Regions from separate parts of the Sus scrofa genome. Here all the other regions are linked to region 3. Evidence: chromatin contacts called from public Hi-C and targeted proximity ligation data. All regions are on one chromosome and are shown on one strand. The core of a region is the stretch at or near the end of the contact, and the rest is flanking DNA. Distances in the headings are between cores, read along the strand shown. Region 1 overlaps PARN (poly(A)-specific ribonuclease PARN). Region 2 overlaps PARN (poly(A)-specific ribonuclease PARN). Region 3 has its middle 72 kb from the start of MIR365-1.

The links. Hi-C and Micro-C count contacts between places; a contact is called where the count stands out from the background.
Region 1: a contact with region 3 is called in a Hi-C map of skeletal muscle, with 8 times the contacts expected there. A contact is called at or near these places in 3 of 47 Hi-C or Micro-C datasets (fetal heart ventricle and skeletal muscle) and 1 of 2 datasets of targeted methods (skeletal muscle).
Region 2: a targeted proximity ligation map of skeletal muscle shows a contact between it and region 3. A contact is called at or near these places in 3 of 47 Hi-C or Micro-C datasets (embryonic fibroblasts, liver and skeletal muscle) and 1 of 2 datasets of targeted methods (skeletal muscle).

Annotation. Positions count from the first base shown.
Region 1 is chr3:28,704,963-28,708,565 of Sscrofa11.1, forward strand. The region is part of intron 21 of PARN (poly(A)-specific ribonuclease PARN); the gene reads left to right. Among named protein-coding and RNA genes, the nearest start is that of PARN, 90 kb to the left of the region's middle.
Region 2 is chr3:28,656,666-28,660,336 of Sscrofa11.1, forward strand. It overlaps PARN (poly(A)-specific ribonuclease PARN), which reads left to right. Exons shown (of 24, transcript XM_021086564.1): 14 at 1,288-1,331; 15 at 2,903-2,945. Among named protein-coding and RNA genes, the nearest start is that of PARN, 42 kb to the left of the region's middle.
Region 3 is chr3:28,834,044-28,838,105 of Sscrofa11.1, forward strand. No RefSeq gene overlaps it. Among named protein-coding and RNA genes, the nearest start is that of MIR365-1, 72 kb to the right of the region's middle.

The sequences.
Region 1 (3,603 bases), core at 1,024-3,523, 130 kb before region 3:
CTATCAGAGGAAGGCTAAGGGCGCTCTGGCGAAGCATGGGACCAGCACATCCTTTGGTCTGCCTGGAGCAAGTGGTACATATGGTGGAGAGGAAGCTGGAAGGTGGAAACACAAAATGTGTGTGTTAGAATTCGGAGTTTGAACCTTACCCCTTGTACAAACCTTCTGCAGTGTTGATTTGAATGTTCTTTTTTTGGGTGGGGCACCCCTGAGGCATATGGAGCTCCCAGGCCAAGGGTCAGATCCGAGCCGCAGCTGCAAACTAAGCCGCAGCAACGCTGGACCCACTGTGCCCGGCCGGGGATTGAACCCGTGTCCCAGGGCTCCCAAGCCGCTGTGGATCCCCTTGTGCCACAGCAGGAGCTCCTGGGATGTTCTTTTAAATCAAGTTTTAGAATAAAAGATGTCACTGGCTTTCTTTTAAATCTGGGGCTTTTGACAGAATTTCTAGGTAAGGCGTGTCAGGTTTGTCAACTTGAAGCTGCTCTTGTAAAGCCTGATTGTTGTCAGAGGTGTCAGCCCCAGTGCCAGTCTTCCAGTGCCATATGGTGGCATTGTAGCACAGGGTCAAACATAGATGGATATATTCGAGCAGGTTCTATTTATTTTTCAGTGTCTAGGAGTTGGTCTTTGCATTGACTCTAGTTCAGAGCCTTCTCTTAAGAGACAGAGGCCAAATTGAATTTATCTGGGAACCTGCCACATCTATAAATGCCACACAGAATAATAAATGGGCCATTGGCTTCCAAGAATTGGTGACAGCGCATTTCAGTTCCTAATTTAGAGTTCATGAAAATGATCCTTTGACAAATAAGATTGCAAAAAAAAAGAAATCCTGCTTGATGGATTCATCTTTCTGACAAACATTTAAATGTTGTTTACACCAACGATACTGGAGTGAGTCAGGTGGGGTGTGAATAATTGAATGAATGAATGAATACAGAGGGCAGGTGTTTTGTGTTCAGAGAAAGGGGAGATGTCTTACCTAAGGCTTATATATAGTGTTCAACCAACGAAGTCTGGCTTCTTGAAGCGGGGAGGGCGTCTTTGTTGTTATTTTACATGCTCGGTATTTGGGGCAGGGCTGGAAAGAGTTTGGGAGGACTCTGAGCAGAGGCCTTGGTGCTGAGTTAGCAGAGGAGAGAGGACTGTGCAAGCTGAGCAGCTGTAGGTGGGAAAGTGGATGCTTGATGACAGCACCTGTCAAACCGGCTCACCCTCTCACTGGGCTACACAATCGTTATTGTGAATGAGCGTGACCAGCTTTTTTGTAGAAGGAAAAAGTTTGAAAATGTCCCTGAGCCACTGCAGTAGCAACGCTGGATCCTTAAACCACTGCACACAAAGGAACTCTTTTTTTTTTTTTTTTAATGTAACTTTTTTCCAAGTATTAATCTGTATGTGCAGGTCAACATGTATATGTACTGGTTTGTAGTCAAAATGTATTGTTGTAGGTCATGGTCAAAAAATTTGAATTTAGATGGTGGAGGAGACTAGTTTTCATGTAACGAGGAGTCTTCTCACAGAGCCCCGTGGCAGGTGTTGGAGGTTGGGGAGGAAGCGAAAGTGACTGACAAAGATCTCAATCCTCAGGTGCTTCCTGTCCCTAGATCAGTGTGGCTGGGAGTCCTGTGGACGGCATCTGGCAGGATGCTCACTTCTTCACGCCGCATCTCCAGGGGCCGGGAGGAGGCTTCCATGCTTCTCACCGAGAGAGGAGTGTTGTGGCCAAAGTGTCTGACCCCCGTCACCCCCCTTGCTTGGTCCTCCTTGTGGAAGGAGGCCGATGGCCTATCTGATGGATGAAAATCAGGAAAGGCTGATACCCAAGGGCCTTTTTGACCAGTGGGAGGGATCCTTGCATTGAGAAATCAGACTTGGAAAAAAAGAAACCAGCTGCAGGGGTCTCTTCCTAATCTGGAGATTAGGAAACTGTTTAGATATTGGGGGTCTCCTGGCCGGGATTTCTGTAGGGGTGGCATCGGCTATGGTAGGAAGCCCTATTTGGACCTCAGGCCTCAGATCCATCGCCAGCACAATCCACAAAGGGGTCTGAGGCTTCGAGGGAACATAAAGATGCTGCTGAGTTGTCACCAGTTCCTTCATCTGTCCCTCAAAAGAGATCAGTGCTCTCCAACCTCCAACCAGAACTGGCCGGGAGGGTGGTTGGAAAGGGCCCTGGTTGCTGTGCTGTCAGATTTCCACTCTGTGTGTGAGCAGCAGAGAGCCTTTCTGTGCACCCAGAGGGGTGCGGGTGAGAGCGACGCCAGAGGGAGTTTCTTTCATAAGGCAGGAGGGCGCTGCGGGTGGGAGCACTGAGAGGCTGGCCGTGGCTGCTGTGTTTCCAGATGATGTGCAAGTGTGACCAGTACGGCCTGCAATTAACATGCTTTCTGTTCCATGATTGGCCCATGAGGGTGTTTGTTTACTATGGTTTCGATTTGCAGAAACTAAATTTTCTGGTTTGCTCCTCCTCTGGGGAACCTGTCAGCGTGCTTTTTAAGGCCAGCTGTGACCTTGAGTCTTCATTCTGTTTCACCAACCAGAAGATGGTGCTGTCGTGCTGGTAACGAATCCACCTTCCCCTCTTCAAGTAAAACTTGTCACCTGAATGCTTACTCATGCTAAGTAATGTGGACAGACAGAGCAGGCTGTTTCCACAGTGTAACCCTCATGCCGCATGGCAGTGGTTAGGCCACGTGGAGCCTTCATGCCCTGAAACCTTCAGGGTCTGAAGCTTCAAGAAACCGGCCACCAGGCCTTCTGTTTAGCGCTTGCTCAGAGCCACCACCTTTGCACCGAGGGTCACGTGACACTCTTGGAGAACTCAGGATGAAGGCTTTGTTACTTGCGTTTGATCTGTGTGCAGTCTTCCATGATTTGATTTGAAAGGTGGATGAATGAGTAAGTACCTAGAGGAAAACTCATGAATTAAGTACACCGGAAATGCTATGCTCAATTTAACATTTCACTGGATACTCAAGGCATTGGATCACCCAAGCAGCTTCTCACCTTATTTTCACGGTTTGAAAGAAACCCAGATGTGTGATGGACCTGGCGTGAAACATTGGCTGTGTGACCTTGGGTGTTTGACTTAACTTCTCTGTGCCCTCTGCCGTAAAATCAAGATGAGAACATACACTTTTCAGAGCTGGGAAGGATTGACGGAGGTGACGTTCTCCCACAGTGCCTGGCACTAGCTGCTTAGGAAACTGCCCTGCTTGCCCTGTGCCTTCCCCATCCAAAAATCCAGACATTAGAATAATATTATTGCCCAGTTGATTTTATGGGAGGCTCACGCTGCTGCCTCGCAGAGAAGATGGTGTGACGCTCTCGGTGCTTGTGTGCCCAGCTTGCAGAATGATGTGTCCCTCGGCAAGATGTGCCCTCCGGATAAAGGCACACCACCGTTTCCACAGAGGACCCAAACTGCTGCCCCAGTGATGTTCACTTGTCTGTCCTCGGCTTACCTGTTGCTGTTCTCATTCACCTCTTTCCAGTTGCAGTCAGGGGTCTCCCTCAGAGCCTACCCAGGCGTCCCACGTCAGTACTTTCTGGAGCCTCTTTCTGTTACTGAGGTCAGCTTTTGAGTAGGTTCAGAAG
Region 2 (3,671 bases), core at 881-3,380, 180 kb before region 3:
TCTTTTTTTCTTTTTTTTTTTTGGTCTTTTTAGGACCGTACTTCTGACGTTCTCAGACCAGGGGTCGAATAGTAGCTGTAGCCACCAGCCTACCCCACAGCCACAGCAACGCCAGGTCCAAGCTGTGTCTGTGACCTACACCACAGCTCAGGGCAATGCCAGATCCTTAACCTACTGAGTGAGGTCAGGGATCGAACCTGCGTCCTCATGGATGCTATTCAGATTCGTTGCTGCCGAGCCACGCACGGTGGCACCTCCAAGACTCCGTATTTCAAAGCAGGCTTTTAGGGAAGAGTCCCTTGTTAAAAGTGCTCTTGGTGCTTCGTTATGAGCTTTTAGAAGGTGCTGGTTAAGAACTCTGCTACACGCCCTGGAAGTTGCCATAACTCTAATTTTTTCCTGCTTCGGAGACTTCGTAATAGTCTTGAGAGATTACAGTCTTGATGGCCTTTTTGTTGGCCTTAGCAGTGAAACCGCTTGTTTGTGTATTGGTCACTCATTTAACGACAGCCGTTGAAAAGCTGGTAAATATTTCAAGCTAGCTCAGCGCAGCCCGTATTTTTCGGCTTGAAAAGCTAATGGGAAATGGCAGCTTCCAGCGAAGCATGAATGACGCCGAAGAGAAGTGCAGTTGGGAAGGGTCAGGAGTGTGACTGCACAGCGTCATGTGGCAATTACGTATGTAGATGAGGTAATTTAAAATGAGAGCCAGCTCCTCTCAGCTCGAGACTTCCTGATCCCATCAGCTGGGCAAATGAATTCTCTAATTTAGGCACTTGCTGTGGGTGCCATTTAGCAGTTTCCTGAGTGGTGAAAGCAAGAAGCGTGTGTGGGGGAACGTCGGTGTTGTTTGTGGCTATTTTAATCCATATTTCAAAGGTGTCCCCATTAAAAGTCGAACCTCATTTACAGTATGTCCATTTCCCGCGCGAACCATTTTATGTTTAAATAACGCCACTAGCCCTACAATCAGGATGCTTCGTGTAATAGAGACAGTTTTCTGCATATAATAGAAGCCAATCCCCCCCCCACTTCAGCCATAAAATATTTGTCTATTTTGGTTATGCAGAAGTTTAACCTCAGGTCATGTCATTCCCAATCACTGAGGAAACTGCCTCAGTTTTTAGAAAGTCATTATTGGCGAGAAATGGGCCTGGCAGTTTAGCTTACAGGGCCTGTGTGAGGTGTCACTGTTTGAGAAGAGAGCTGTGGGACTTGTGCTATTTATGTTTTAAATGCTGGGAGTGTATTAGTAAAGGCATAACAGGTTATTCTCTTGTGTTTCAGGACTTAAATGAGTTTAAGGAGATGACAACATGTGTTTTCCCCAGGTAAGCGTTCTTTGAGGGTTTGTTTTCCTTTAAAACAGTCATTGGCAGGGGGAGTTCCCTGGTGGCTCCGTGGGTTAAGGTTCTGGCATTATCATGGCTGTGACTGGGGTTCAATCCCTGGCCCGGGAACTTCTGCATGACAGAAGTGGCCAAAAAATAAAATAAAATAAAAAGCAATCATCAGGGTATCTATACAAAGAGGTACACAGTAATTTATTAAAACCATTAGATCACCACAATGATCTAGTTCATGTCAGCTGGGAAATGGCTTTATACTCCACCTTGGAGAAAGTTTGCTTTTACAGCTAATGATTGGCTTTGTCATTAAAACCTAAAAATCAGGAGTTCCCATAGTGGCTCAGTGGAAATGAATCTGACTGGTATCCATGAGGACGCAGGTTCAATCCCTGGCCTTGCTCAGTGGGTTAAGGATCTGGCGTTGCCACAAGGTGTGGTGTAGGTCACAGATGCAGCTTGAATCTGGCATTGCTGTGGCTGTGGTTATAGGCCAGGTGGCTACAGCTCCGATTTGACCCCTGGCCTGGGACCTTCCATATGCTGCGTGCAGTGTGACCCTAAAAAGACACCCCCCCCCCCGTAAAAAAAAAACACGTAAAAATCGGGGTTTGAACTGAGGGTGAAAATGGACAGGCAGCTGCTTTTTTCCTTATCCCACATCCCGGTGAGGTCTTCTCGAGTTGCCTGTTGACTTTCTTGTGTGTCAGGTGAACCTGTCACAGCGAAGTGTCTGGTCCAGGGTGTTCAGTTACACATTGGCAACAGTTGGATATAAAGTTGCATATAGTTGAGTATGTGCACTGGAAAGTATCTCTAGTTGGTCAAGAAGTGTCTGGCTAGAGAATGTGTTTTCCTCAACTGTAAGTCAGCGCCTTCACCCGTTAGTGTTTTCCACAGTTAGTATCGCTGTTCCGACAGGTCACACGGCAGCCACGTGGGACCCACAGGGCAAGGGTCCGTGTGCAAGAACCCATCTGAAGACGGATGGTGGACAGGTGCTCTTTCAGCCGGGCTCTTTCCATCCTGTTATCTGCAGTGCTCACATTTGAGTGGAAAGAAACCGTTTTCCTATTAATCTCTCTCTCTCTTTTTTAGTAACCCAGTCTCTGAATCAGAATAGTCAGAAATAACTCGATAGGATAGAACTGCCCAATGCAGATTCTGACCCTCCAAGAAATGATGCTGTACGAATCTGGGTTGCGGTAGGAGATGCTAAGAGCTTGGGAGTGTTAGGCCCGCCGCAGTGTGTGCCTTGTGTGGCAGCACGTGAGGATGTTTAACTTAGGCTTGAGGTCACGCAGCCCCTGCGCTGTCAGGGTGCAGGCGCGTCTAGAGCTTGTGCCCTGGGTGTGGCCTTTCCCACGGCCTCTGGAAGGAGTTCCTGGTGGGGACCCGTCCTCAGCCTCACGCAGCAGATGCCAGCGCTGGTCAGGACAGCTCGCGTGCTTCATTCCCTGGTCCACTTCGAAGACAATAGCCTGTTCATTTGTGTGAAGGACATTTGGAAATTGCTCGCCATTCTGTTTACCTTTTAAAAATTCTTTTGTTTTTAGACTCTTGGATACGAAACTGATGGCCAGCACACAACCTTTTAAGGTATTTTTAAATTTTGAACTGTTGCCGTTGTCGGCTTATCAACACTGCTTATGCTATATTTAGAAATTTTCTGAATTGCCACAAAGAGCTGTGGAATTCTGGTCTACTTAAATGTCATTTTCAGATACATCCAAAAAAAAAACAAACAAACAAACAAAAAAAGAACAAAAATGGAAAAAAGAACCTGAGAAAAGACTAGAAATAAATATATCAAAATATGAATAGCAGTTGTCGGAGTTCCTGTCGTGGCTCAGTGGTTAACGAATCTGGCTAGGAACCGTGAGGTTGCAGTTCCATCCCTGGCCTTGCTTAGTGGGTTAAGGATCCGGTGTTGCGTGAACTGTGGTGTAGGTCGCAGACGTGGCTTGGATCCCACGTTGCTGTGGCTCTAGCAAAGGCTGGTGGCTACAGTTCCGATTCGACCCCTAGCCTGGGAACCTCCATATGCCGCGAGGGTGCAGCCCTAGAAAAGAAAACAAACAAACAAACAAAAAACAAAGCAATTGTCTTTGGGTGGTGGAATTATGTTTTTTTTTTTCTCCTTTATTCTTTCCGAATGTCAATTTTTAATTTTTTTTTTTTTTTTGGTCTTTTTGCCTTTTCTAGGGCCTCTCCTGCGGCATATGGAGGTTCCCCGGCTAGGGATTGAATCAGAGCTGTAGCCGCCAGTCTACACCAGAGCCACAGCAATGCAGGATCCGAGCCGAGCCGTGTCTGGTGTCTGCG
Region 3 (4,062 bases), core at 1,543-4,042:
CACCAGATCCTTCAATTCACTGTGCCGGGAGGGGGTAAAACTTGAGTCCTCGTGTGCAGAGATGCTTCTGAACCCCTTGTGCCTCAGCAGGAACTCTGAGAGGCTCATTTTTTTTATCTGTCTTTCCATTTGTACTTCTGTCCAGGAAGCAACCCCTGCCCCATCCAAGACAGGATCCTGATGATAAGACAGGGGACCCAGCCATGTCTGTGTGTCTGGGGAGAGAAAAGATGTGGGCTGTTTGCCCCCAACGTAAAACCCCCAAGTCAGCAGGCCAGTGAGTAGAGCAGGTGGAAAAACCAGAATTGGACTGAGGTGGAGGATTTGGAAAGCAGGCAGCTCTGGGCTCGGCTGCAGGTGTCAGTTTAAATGTCCTTGACTAGGGAATGAGGGCAACTTTAGGACAAGGGCCGTGTCTTACCATGTCCCCCCATTCCTCATGTTTATCACAGGGCATGGCACATGGGAGCTGCTCAGCAAATCTTTTCTGGACGGATGATATCAGAGGGGGACTGACTCATCATGGGCCCCTGGGCAAGTCACTTTTCCCCTCTGCAGGCTGGACAGGGAGTCCTAAGTGTCCTTGGACCTCCCAGCTTGAACAGACCCTGCTCACCCAGCCCGTGCTTGGTGTTTGGCCATTGGTGGTCCTGAAGTGGTTTGTGGGTATCGCCCTGCCCTTTCAGGGAAGCTGGGCAGTCCTACATCTGGCCTCAGGACATGCTGCTTTGCGGGGGCGGGGGGAACCCCTGGACCAGCCCCAGGCTCCAGAGAGGGAGCGCTCACATGGTGTCGGGCTCCAGCTCCACGCGCCAGGAAGATTGGAACAAAATCCAAAATCCTAACCATGGCCTGACCCTGAATCTCCACCCCCTCGCCCCCACCAACCCCAACCCCACAACTACCTCAGTTCTCTCCTGCCTCAGGGCCTCTGCAGAGCTGTTCCCTCTGCCTGGAACACCCCCCTGCACCCCCGCCAGTCTTCCTCTCTCTCTGCCTCCAGTTCACACTTCAAGCCTTGCCCAGGTGCTGAGTTCTCTGAGCCTCCCCGGACTCCCGCCCCCATTACTCTGCCTCCAGACACCCTGTTCTTTCCCTCCATAGGAGTCTCATCATTTTATAGTCATGGTTTGTTCCTTCTCTTTTGGGGACAGGGCTGGGTCCGCCTCGTTCCTTACTGAATCCCCGTCTGGCGCAGAGTAGATGCTCAGTAAGCATTTGTTGAATGAATACGTGAATGAGGAGGATGTTACCAGTCTTTGCTCCCATCATCCCCTGCTCCGCACCCTCCACACACCGCCCTCCCCTCACCAACTGTGTCCTGCTTCCACGTTGCTGACTTACCGAGGGCTGCTTTTTTGCCGGGCACTGTGCTAAACCCTCTGCGCAGAAACGCTATGAGGAGGGTAGCCCCCACTGCCATACTTTACGGATGCGGCAGCTGAGGCTCAGAGAGGTCAGGCCCCAGGCCCCAGGCCCCAGGACACACAGCACAGAGGGAGGAAGCAGAATCCGACTGACGTTTGCTCCAACCTCTGGGCCTGTGCTCTGAATCTCCAACCAAGTGTCCTAAGGTGGGCCCCCGTCCTGGCCCCTGCCCCCTGCAGAAACAAGCAGGAGCTGGAGAGTTCCACGGGGCCCCAGCTGCCTCACCTGGACAGCGGCCTGGCTCCGGGTTAGGTTTCGCTGTTCCTCACTGCCTCCCAAATTAGTTCCACGTTCAGCCCAGGGCCTGCGGTGTCTACTTGTTTTCTGTAACTGGAGCTTCCCCAGCTCTTGGCCCTGAGATCCAGAACTCGGCTTCGGCTCAGGTTCCTGATTTCCTTGGAGGGTGAGATGATGTGAAATGATTTCCCTGGCAGCGGAGAGCCCAGCGGGGGGGTCAGTTTGTTGTCCCCACCACCCACCCCATGAGCAGGTAGGGAAGGGACATAGTGTATCAGCAGCGCCTCCCTTTCTCATTGCACCCTGGCAACAGGTGATGAACCCGAGAGCTCAGAGTGACTGGGTGACGGACCCAGTGTCACACAGCAAGTGAGAGGCGGGGTGCCATTTTTACCCAACCACCCAAGCTCTTCCTCCCAGATGCCCTTCCAAGACCAGAGCCTGGAGGCTAAGTGGTGAAAACCCAGATTTTGCCACACAGGGCTCCAAGTTGAGCAGAAAAAGACCAGATTGAGTGCAAACAGTGATCAAAGCAACACCCGCCAACATGAGACAATGTATATTTTTAGACAGTGAGTGAGTCAGCCCGTGATGATTCACAGGCCTGGCTGGGCTTGCAGGGCAGCCCCAGGCCGCTGAGGGCAGGGCGGGAGATCAGCCACACCGGATGGACCAGGGCAGGAAGGCTGGGAGGGGTTGACCAGGCTCAGCGGGGCGCCTCCTTTGCCATCCACTGTTCTATCAAGGGTTCGATCCATACTTTGAATATCGCTTGGAAAGGGTTCACACCAACACGACTAGAAGTTGATGGTATAGCAGCTTTGTGACACTTTGTAACCACCCACCCTGGACTGGCCATTGTGCAAGGAGCCCCGAGACAGTGGCAGAGAAAAGTAACAAAGCCCTGACCTCTGGCAACTTCTTTGTGGGCCGGTCTCCATCGCAACAGTTCAGCCCCACTGTTATTTTATCTTTTGGTAAAAGACGTTTCATTGAGATTTTGCTACATAAATAGCGAGGAAAAGCTGGGAAGACTGAAGGGAGCAGCTGTCACCTCCTCCTGCGCAGGTCACTAAGGGACCTAAGAGCAGTGAACTGGGGAGGCAGAATCCGCCTGGGTGCTACCTGGCCCAAGAGGAGTCTGATAGGAGAGGAAGAGGGAGGGGCTAGCAGAACAGCAGCCTTGGGCGCTATGTAAATGAATGGGCGTGGCTATGTGCCAATAAAACTTTATTGATAAAAACAGGAAGTGAGCCAGTGTTGGCCTGGGGGCCATAGTTTGCTGATCCCAGTTCTCTAAGATGCCTTCATCCACTCCCTGTCTCCCCTTATTTGCCCGCCACTGTGTGACAAATAGATCCGTCTCCCCACCAGGACCCGCCTGAAACCTCCTCCCTTGCTTGCTAGTTTTACAGGTAAAAAAGGCTACAATGAGAGTTATTGCCATGGCTCAGCAGAAACGAATCTGATTAGCATCCATGAGGACACAGGTTCAATTCCTGGCCTCACTCAGTAGGTTAAGGCTCTAATGTTGTGGTGAGCTGTGGTGTAGGTCACAGATGTGGCTTGGATTAGGCTGTGGTGTGGGCCAGCATCTACAGCTCTGATTTGACCCTTAGCCTGGGGACCTCCATATGCTGCAGGTGTAGCCCTAAAGAGATGGAAAAAAACCCAAAAAAACTGGCTACAGTGTCTACTTTCAATGAAAAGGCATTCTTGTTTGGCTTCACAAGCCCCCTACACACAGGGGTTTATGGACTATGTTGGACTGTGGCCTTCTGGGGCAGCAGCTTCCACATGTCACTCTGTGTCCAAACATGTGCTTGGGGCAGGTAGGAATTGGAGAAGCCTTTGCAGAGCATCCGCCAGGTGGTACCCAGGCCCATACATCTTCTTTGCTTTAGATAGAAACTGGCAACGAACAAACAGACCAAAAAAAAAAAAAAAAAAAGGTGTGTGTGTGACAGAGCAGGGCCTCTTCTGGTCTTCTGCTCTGTCCCTGGGGGGTCTGGGCAGTCCCATTTGCCCATTTCCCACTCTATATTCACTTGACAAGTCCAACAGGAGAGAGAGAAGGGGCAGTGGTGAGGGCCTTGACCTGTACCCCAGCCCTGTGTGTTGTGGGCACACAGTCCCGAGCCTCAGCTTTCTCATCTGCAAAATGGACAGAGATAAGGCCCACCTCCCGGAGTTTGTCAGAGCACCTTGCTGGCTTGGCTTCTAAAATTCGAGACGAAGTGTCTGACATATTAATTGTATATGTATTTATGGACCGATAGTCCCCAACGTAAATGATGGTTTTCCTTATGATGGTTAGACTGAATTTTTTATTTTATTATTGTTTTTTTCTTTTAACGGCCACACCTGTGGCATATGGAAGTTCCCTGGCTGGGGGCT